Regions from separate parts of the Sander lucioperca genome. Here region 2 is linked to region 1. The links are chromatin contacts, called in public Hi-C maps. All regions are on one chromosome and are shown on one strand. The core of a region is the stretch at or near the end of the contact, and the rest is flanking DNA. Distances in the headings are between cores, read along the strand shown.

Evidence for each region. A called contact is a pair of places that touch in the nucleus more often than the background predicts.
Region 2: a Hi-C map of liver shows a contact between it and region 1, with 2.7 times the contacts expected there. The contact joins the promoter of scaf8 here to the promoter of tfb1m in region 1. A contact is called at or near these places in 2 of 2 Hi-C or Micro-C datasets (liver and muscle).

Annotation. Positions count from the first base shown.
Region 1 is chr18:16,176,929-16,181,762 of SLUC_FBN_1.2, forward strand. It overlaps tfb1m (dimethyladenosine transferase 1, mitochondrial), which reads left to right and starts at 2,887. Exons shown (of 8, transcript XM_031288610.2): 1 at 2,887-2,941; 2 at 4,170-4,316. The coding sequence starts at 4,184.
Region 2 is chr18:16,338,447-16,343,280 of SLUC_FBN_1.2, forward strand. It overlaps scaf8 (SR-related and CTD-associated factor 8), which reads right to left and starts at 2,017. Exons shown (of 20, transcript XM_031288687.2): 1 at 1,988-2,017; 2 at 675-758. The coding sequence starts at 2,017. LOC118492914 (interactor protein for cytohesin exchange factors 1-like) reads right to left here. Exons shown (of 11, transcript XM_035994629.1): 9 at 4,611-4,834; 10 at 3,959-4,149; 11 at 2,262-3,818. The coding sequence ends at 3,618.

The DNA.
Region 1 (4,834 bases), core at 1,637-4,136:
TTGTCTAATCAGGGTTAGGATTTTTCACTTCTGAACACAGTAATAATGTCCTGTCCTAAGTGATAAATACACATACAAACAAACTTTTGTATTTATAAAAAGAATCAAAACTGTACAGTAGTTTAACTCAAAGTATTCTAAACAAGCACTTCTCATATTTCTCTTAAAACCTCTTGAACTAGATTCAAGAGATTGCCATAATTTAGTGCTGTCTCCTTTCAAACTTCTATTTGATTAGGACAAAAAAAAGGTTTATTTTACCAGTTTTTTAAATTATTTTGTGTTCGATGGAATACAATATTGCCATAGAAAATTCTTAAACCAAGTAATCCAAATGGCTGTTCTTACATCTGGTTTCACTTTTTGGGCCATTAACCTTGTTGAACTTGTTACAGCATCAATAATACAACTAGTAAAATACCAGAACATAATACTCAACCTTGAATTACCATCATGACACAAGTTATTGTTGAACATACTGTAGTCCATCTCATCTCTTGTGGTTTCTGTGTTTATTGATGTTAGTCTGTTCTTCTAAATTGGCTTGGAAATTATATACTCTTAAGTATTTCGGTCTTTGTTTTTCTTTTGATGTTTCAGTTAAAAGAGATGACTTACCATGTCAGAAATGTTAATTACTTATGTTTCATTTCCTGTCTTTGCTGATCACACACCATGGAGTTGCCTGGAAGAAGAGACTCTTACACCCTCCTGTGGTAAGATGGCAGTTTTGTTTCCCATAATCATTGACATATATATATAATGGACCAACAGATCCCGTTGCTCTGGACGGAGACCAGTGAAGGATATTAGAAGCACTTTTCCGGTGATGGCTGAGCGTTACTGCGCAGCCTCCAACTGAGAGAGACGACGTAAATGTGACGTGAGCAACCTGTCTGAAAGTTGTAAGTCTTCTGGTAGCTGTGCCAAGAGAAATCTCAGTCATTCCGAATCTTGCAGAGACGGTGAGCGTAGGTATATGTAAGGAGATAACATAGGCACAGGCTAATTATTGCTAGTTAACATTAGTAATTACACTTAAACAGCTAAGGTGAGACAAAACTGCCTGCGAGCTTCTCCTGTACTATACGGTAATTTCTCTACTGTGCGACAGTAAGTCGCGTGGTTATGACACAATTGTTAGCCTATTTTTACAAAAACGCCTGCTACGGAGCCACAACGTGAGGTACAAGGTAATGGAGCCCTTTATACATTGTCGTGTTTTTTTTAGAAATAAACAATGAACAAATAGAGTCTTTAAACACTTCAGATGTAAAGTTATTCGCTGTCAAAGTGGCGCCAAAATGAATGGCAGTCAGTGGAATGCTAACGGGAGGTGATGGCTTGGTAGCATCAAAATGGCGCCATAGGAGGTACGCAGTCCGAGGAGAAGCTTACCCCATTGTGTCTAATACACTTAAAGGTGCACTATGAGTTCCTGCATGGTCACTTCTGTTGACGTTCCAAGTAAATTCCAAACAAAACAGAGCAAGCTCGCCCCTCCCCCCATGTTTCCGTAACTGTCATGACTAACTGACTAACTGTCACTAACCCCCACCCCCTCCCCCAACCATCTTGACATTGATTGGCTGGAACGTGGTTTGTTGTATTTTGGTGCACAGCCTGTGCCTCTGGTGTTTGTTTGACGTTTACGACCCCTGTGTTGTCTCCTGAGACCGGGCTTTTTCACAGTGTATTCAGGGGGCAGCCAGCTAGCGGATCAAGGAGAGATGCCTACCATTTGAGACAAAAATGAAATTGCGCTGAAACCATACAGGAACTCATAGTGCACCTTTAAATGTGCAAATGTCACTGAACAATCATGCATGATGCAGTTTAGAGTAGGTGCTTTCTTATGGTCCTGGCTCCTGTAACTCTGAGGGTCATATCCTTTATTCAGCTGGAACTGATGTTGTAGGCATGATTTCATCTACTGCAACTGCTAATGGAAAAGGAGTGGCGGCAGCAGGAGGTCTGGTGGCTATTTTGCAGTCATCAGGTAAAAGCCATTACTATTTTTAATTAATGGTGAGATAATCATTGCTGGAATGATAACCAAAGAGGCATTTTTGTGCCCTATAACCTTTTGGTTGTTTTGTAGGACATATGCACTGTACATGTTATAGGCTATATATGAACAGTCAGAGCCCCAGGTGATGAATCTTGTAATTCTGAAAATATATGCATGATTCTCTAGACTACATCAATAGCCTGGTCGCATTGCTGTGCTACATACAAATTGAGTAAACTGTCAAGAAGGTGACTTTGAGAAACCCCTCAATAGCAGCAGACCCTCTTTAGGGCCTGAAGCTCTCTCTCAAGGTCAGCCACAGCAGGAGACAGAGCTGCCACTCATCTGCAAAACCCTGGAGGAGAAGGATATTTCCATCTCAAGCTCTGACACCCGTGACCCGACGTGGGTTGAGAGAGAGACCACAGGGCCACGGGGGGCTTTCAGCATGATAAAACACTTAGACAATACATTTCTGCCCTGCAGTGGACAAGAGGCAGGCTGCTTATCCGTTTGAGCTGAGAGGTTTCAATTAGTTCAGCATAATGGATATGTCAAATGCTTAATTTATTGGCCTACAATAACAGGGCATATTGGGTGTTTACAAGCCTGAGTGGGCCTCAATGTCTGCATTAGATAATATTAAGAAATAGCTGTATTCTTGTTCATCAACCAATAATGCGTTTCGTTGTTTTTACTGTAAATAAATACAGAACATCATCATTGAATTGTCACCCTCTTCTGGCTATTGAGCACCATTACATCAACAATGAATGTTTTTTCAAGGGCAAAGCAAAACCCCGCCTCCTTGAATTTGATTGGTTTGGATTAGGATTCTCGCGGGCTCATTGGATACTCAGACGTCAATAGAATGACGTATAGGGAAATATAAGGAAGAAAACAGCACCGGTGAGAAACGTGGGTTGACTCCTGTAGGTTTTTTTCAGCGTTCTGTCCTCATTATGTGTTATTATAATAATATGTTATTATTGTCTTTTACTCGGTTTTTAGAAACAATATGAAGTGTTCCGCCTCAGTTTATAGCCCTCCCAGGGGCTCTTTTAACAGCATTTGGACCAAGAAGCTAACATTAGCTGCAATGCTAAAGACTGTGTCAGAACTCCGTCAGCTGTCAACATAAGTTTAAAGTTAACTGTTCCAATTTGAGGTTGTTTGACTGCCTGCTGTAGGTCACTGTATTACTCAGCTAATGCTATTCTTGTGCAGCAATGTAACGTTACTAGCCAATGATGCTATAATGTTGTTTGCCGTAAACTAGATTAACTGCTAACGTGTTTTCAAAATTTTTAGTGGTCAGGTCAATGCGATACTAGGGTAGGGTAAGGTTGGGGTTAGGTTAAGCATCTCATTATACAGGTGATTAGGTATAAGGTTTGGTATGACATGAAATATGGATTTGGCACGATTGTATGGGCGACAAATTGTTCTTTGGTGTTGAGGAAAAGTTTAGAGAGTTCACGAACGCAAAGAAAAGAGAGGGAGATGTACAAGAGAGAGGAGAGGATCAGGAGTGTTGAGTTTTTTTTAAAGTAACCTTAGGGGGAACGCATATCGACAGGGAAACAGTCTTCAACACACCTGATTTTGTGTCTTTATGTTGGTCATTTAGTTTTCTGTTATAACACCACTAGGTGGTGCACGAGATCTTATTATAAGACCCAAACCCAAACATTCAACAGTCCACTTTTTAGCACTGACCCCTTAAGCTTCAGGCTAGACATTGGTAAACAATCCCATGACTTGATAAAGCAGTAATTGGAATTGATAAAAGTTTGCCAGAATTGACGGACACCTATAGATTAGGACCATGCTGTTTCACGTACTATGTCCTTTGCAACATATTTGTGGGAAAACATTAATATGTTTGAATGTTAAAATAAAGCCAACTCATCATAGACCTGTAAAGGGACATGCCTCTCAGTGTCTGTAGTTCAAAAGGTCACTCCTGACCTTACATATTTTTCCACAAAGTCTTTTGAATACTATTACTGACAGGTTATTATTACCATTAATGCCTCACATGTTGCCCTTAACAGTATGTTTAGACATTTATGTCTAGCTTCTGAATCTCTTTGCTGCTGAGGAAAGCTGATCAATCATAGTTTTTCTCACCTTTTGTTTATTAGTTTTCTCACAGTGTTCACCTGAACGATGGCTGCCTCAGGGAAACTGGCGTCTTTCCGTCTGCCTCCCTTGCCTACTGTAGGCGAGCTCATAAAGCTGTACAACCTGCGAGCTGAGAAACAGCTCTCCCAGAACTTTCTGTTGGACTTGAAGCTCACAGGTTAGTTTGCCTCACTCTTTCTTTCTTCTTTCAGTTCGCTCTATCTGCAGTGCACCAATACCTGCTCACTCCTGTACTATGTCTGCACTGAGGGCTCAATGGTGTGTTTTGTCAGTGCACTTGATTGCACAGCTCCACATAGCCTTGTTTCGATGCATTGAAACCGACAGGCTTTTCTGTACGGGCGAGGTTGAGTAGATCTTCTAATGTGAATGGACCGAGTCAGTTGTTTACATCCCATGCGGAGCTTGAGCCTTAATATAATTATCAGTGATGCAGTGCAGGTCTGATCTGCTCTCTTGTCCTTGGACAAGGTGACTGTTAGATTAATGCACCTCATCTTCATCACACATAGGCAGACAGGTATTGTAACATCACACACTATTAATCTCAATTTAGATACCCAAGACTCTGATGAAGTTATTTGATTGGAAAGTATGGTCTAATTTATAAGATGCATGAGTTGAACTAAGTTAGTACGTCATTGTGTACATGCAAAAATATTGATGAAACGCACT
Region 2 (4,834 bases), core at 767-3,266, 160 kb after region 1:
GCTGCATTATTTAGCTGTTATTAAAAAAAACTGATTCACAAGGATAAAATTATGTCAAAAACAATGCACTAGGTTGTGTGGATGAGTTTATCTGAGCTGACAGATTTATAATGGATCAAATCATTGCGATAAGGAGATCAGCAGCTTGTGAAGTACTATGAGGGCATACCACCACTAGCATAATAATTTTACTGTTGTATAATTGACATCACACCACATAGTCTACATTTGCATTTTTATCTTTGTTTCCATGTTAGCTTGAGTTTAGTATTTTGTATTTCATCAACCACAAATTGGCCCTTATAAAGGTAGTATTTAGATGTTATTTGAATGATGTTTAAAAACCCTTGTGACATATGATAATGCAGTTTGTGGCTTAAACGCGTTCTTTGTTGGGAATAAAATGGCAATATCTGTTTAACATTTTGCTTACTATCTTCTAATTTATTACTGTAAAACTGAAATGGATGCCTTTAATGTCTTACTACATACTGAAAAAAAGTTGTGAACCTGCTTTTTCTCTCGAGTAATTTTACCTAGGTTTAAACATGAAAACTAGAAAAATAATGTCCATAGCTGGATGGTTATGCATATATATTTTTCTTAACTTAAGAATTTGAGAGCATTTCTTTATTCCCCATTACCTGCCTCATCCTTTAACACTACATACTTACTTTTATAGCTTTGATTCCAGACTTGGTGATCTGGGTCATCTTGGCCTTGGAGATTGGTGGCTTGTACTCGTTCAATGAGTACAGCTGAAAAATGAAATGAGACAACAGAGAATATATTTTGTCATTAAATGTTACTAGTAAAATGTTCTGTTAATAGTCTGTAAACGACTAACAGTTATATGAACAAGCAGTAGTCCAAAGCATCATGCCTCTAGTCTGCAAGCTAGAAAGACACGCAACCTGACGTCACGCTGCAGTGGCCAATAACGTAACGCCAATCAGACTTGGCAATCTGTTTTGAGGCGGTGTGAGAGAGTCTCATACAGTTAACAGTAAACATCACTGTCTCTATCGCTGCCAAAAGAGAGTTTAAAAAAATGATATACAGGCACTTCACTGTCAATGCGTTTGTGTAACAGCTGATTGTTTCCTGCAACAAGCCAAGCACAGTCGCAGATCTTGTTTCTTTCTCTGTGAAATTAAGCTGCCTTCAAGTGCGTTCGGAAATATCGATCACATAAAATGATCTGACGGAAAACATTAATTGTGAAATTATAAGTTACTTGTCGTAGCTAGCTACATTGGGGGGTTAAAGAACACAACAGGACGTCACACAAATTTAAGTGATCCTCCCACCGCTGCACAAGCCTGCGGCGAATCGCCGGATCGAGCTTGAATGAACACTTAGCTAAGTCTTTTGGCATAATAACGTTTGTCAATGACGACAAATGGGTGCGCTAGCGCGACTAGCTTTGAACAGTTAGCTAACCTAACGTTAGCTATGAAGCTACCTATGCAATAGTACTAGCTTAGCTCAAGTAAGGTTAGTTTATATTCTGTGCAACAGTTACGTTACACTAGGAAGCTAACGCTAATTCGGCCAGAATTGCATGGAAATAATTATTTGGCAAAAAGGCAGTGACTGCGAAGTATTTTACCCACGTCCATATTAGCTAGTTAGCTCACCAAGTTATCTCGCAACTGAGGCGGTTTTGCTAACTTGTAGCTAGCTAACGTTAGCTAGCTAGTTAGTTACCGTTAGCACCAGTCTGTGGAAAATATTTTCTCATAGACTTGCAACCAAACACGAGATGTGTTAAGAAATATAATCTCTTAACAGTACAGTCAACATGAATTAGACACAGAATAATTAAACGTTGTCGCTGTATTATTGTGCAGACAACGGCCTTGTGTGAGACTACCCTACTCTCCTGCTATTTGATGCTAAAGTTAGCATACTAGCTACCGCAAATGTGAATAAGACATTTTCTACTATCACTGTGTTCAGAATTGTGCAAGGGTTTCAAACAAACCTCATTGTTAAAGTGTTTGACGGCCTCCATAGTTTTGCTCGCAGTTGACTGTAAATATTTACAGATATCTCCTCAATAACCGGTTAGAGACATGCATGCTCGACGTTTAGTGAGATGGAGGAGACTGCCAATATGGCGCATAACCTCAGTAGGAAATCTGCAGAGACCGACGACTCCTAGCGTCTGTTTCGGGACACTACAAGTAGTACCAAAATGTCTACACAAACACATCTCATCTTTGGTGACATTGACCACATAAATAAAGTGGAAAATGTTCATTCTTGAAAAAACACTTTATTTCCCTGTATACAAACAAGCACACTGACTTTCATACCAGAATCGATATCAAAGAGAATTAACAACACACATCCATGTACAACTATTTACACCAAGTTAAAATTTAACATGCACAACATATGAAACATAATTCAGCTTGGTTGAGCCCCTACCAGTAGGTGTTGATGTCAGATGACCCTGCTGGCCATTCCTAAACATGTTTCTTTCTGGAGCTGTGGCTGTGCTCCACTGTGCACAGTCACATTATGCCTGATGTCTGTATCTGAATGACCTCATAATTTTCTGCTTATGTGGGTCTGTTGAACTTGTTTGTAAGGGCCTGGGGTGGTCTGCCTTCAGGAACAATATTAGATTTTTTTCCTGAGAATTATCCACCATGCATCCTGTGTATAAATGCAAACGAAAACTGCTACATCCTGCCTTAGGTCCAATAGACTGCATACCATTGTTTAGTAATAAAATATTTTTCACATTTGCAATAAAATATAAATTAAGTTGTCTGTTACTGTCAGTGCTTGTTGTCAAAAAAGTCCAAAGCATGTTTGCATTAAGGTTGGAATTCATCATCTAAAAATAGTATGCTTTGGTTAAGTAGAATACATAATTACATAGCATTTTCTTCTGAAACTGATGCGATTTCTTATGTCTTGGCTTTAAATTACATTGCAGTAACAATGATTTGACACTTTGACTCTTAAAATTAAAATCTGAAATTATCATGACTTGTGACCAACATTTATTCAGTTAGCGCATGCCCTGGTGTTCAGTTTGGAAAGTCTTAATGATATAGTATGATGAAGCATGATGATATAATTTCTTGGCTGAACAAACACACCAATCATTCAAAACAGTTGCTGTAAAAACCATGTGTAACAGGCAGTGATGGTGCATGGCACCAATAATTGACTGAAAACAGTTAAAATGTGTTCACTGATTAAATCAGATCGATCAAGTAGATGGAAACTACTATAAACACAAATGTTTCCATGCAGAGAACAATGGATCAATTATTAAAACATACTCCATCATTCCAAATATTAAAACAATTTATGCATAGATTTATAAAATTACAACATAAAACAATCATTTGTAAAATTTGATCTTACAAAACAAACAGTAAAAGTAATACTAAGACACATTTCACATTTTAATGTGACCTGCTAATCATATAATGTCTGCATCATCTCCATTTAGGAACTAAAAACACTCTTCTTCATTGATCCAGTTACTTGTTGAATAGCTGATATGGAACAGTAGTCTCAATTGAAAACAGCAGTTGGGTGTGTGTAAATGTAAAAGTCCTCCAGGTCCAGACACCAGTCATGAGGAGTCTTTATAAACTGGTCTCAACCACTGGAGCAGCAATGACTGATGCTGCAGCTTTTGTGGCATTTGATGCCACCTGCTGGTCCTGTTTAACACAGATCTCCTGCACCAATGGTACATTGGCCTCCTTCCACTCTCTGAACTTGCTTGAGGTAAGCCCCGGGTCTGACAACACCTGCTCTATTGCCTGTAGGTCTGCCTCTTTTGACTGCAGCAGAAAAGGAGAGAGAAAAATGTTATAATTGCAGCTCTCCAAATCTAAAGAATCAACATACTTGTGCAATTCACACACTAGCTGTACTGTAACCGTGTAGTATAAAATAAAAAGTGGAAAAACAAAATATGTACCTTTAATGTGCTGTTCAGAGTCCTGATAAGGTGCAATTTATCATTGACAGCGTTGTTTTTACAGCGTTTTATGAAGGAGGCCCTAAATTCCCTTTTTGTGGATGGTTTACGATCTCCTATTGGCGAGAGGCTGGCCTCTTTTAGACGAATATACAGCTTCTCCATCTCATCTGAACTGTTCCCATGACCCCCTGCAACAAGAATAGGTAATACTGTATCATCACCATACACATCAAAAAGATTTCATTGATTAACTACATGTTCTGCAGGGATGAAAGGTTCCTCAAGTCACAGAGACAGCAACATGCATTGGTGCCTGATCAAAAATATAACACTGCTTAACAAAACACAGATAGGTCACAGACAAAGGAGACAGGGTACAACATATATTAAATATAATAAAATGTGCCAGCAAATGCATTAACTGACATATCTTCCTTTGAGCAAAGATTTTAACCAGTTTTAAAAAACAGGAAATGCTCTCTGCTATCATGTTTCGTTACGAGTGGAAATGATACAGCAGATATTATAATTTGCAGTCTTCTTTATTTAAAATGAAAGTTTGATCAAACAAAAACAACTGTTTTAAAGTTTTTAAAGTATAAAAGTCACAAAACCATAACCAATCAAAAGGAGTAAAATAAAGTCTCACCTTCATTTTTAGCACCTAAAACAACCTCCTGTGACTCCCCCTCCGCACCAGGGCTTTCCTCACTGGATCCCGCTTCCGGAGGGTCCGGGTGAGGCGAGTTCTCCAACGTCTGGGGGTCATCCTCGTCTTCCGTTTCCTCCTGCGGAGGTCGATGTGAGTGTACTTGAGCTGAGCACACCACAGCTGTTTCCCCAGTGGGAGGGGATGCCTGCGAGACCAGGTCC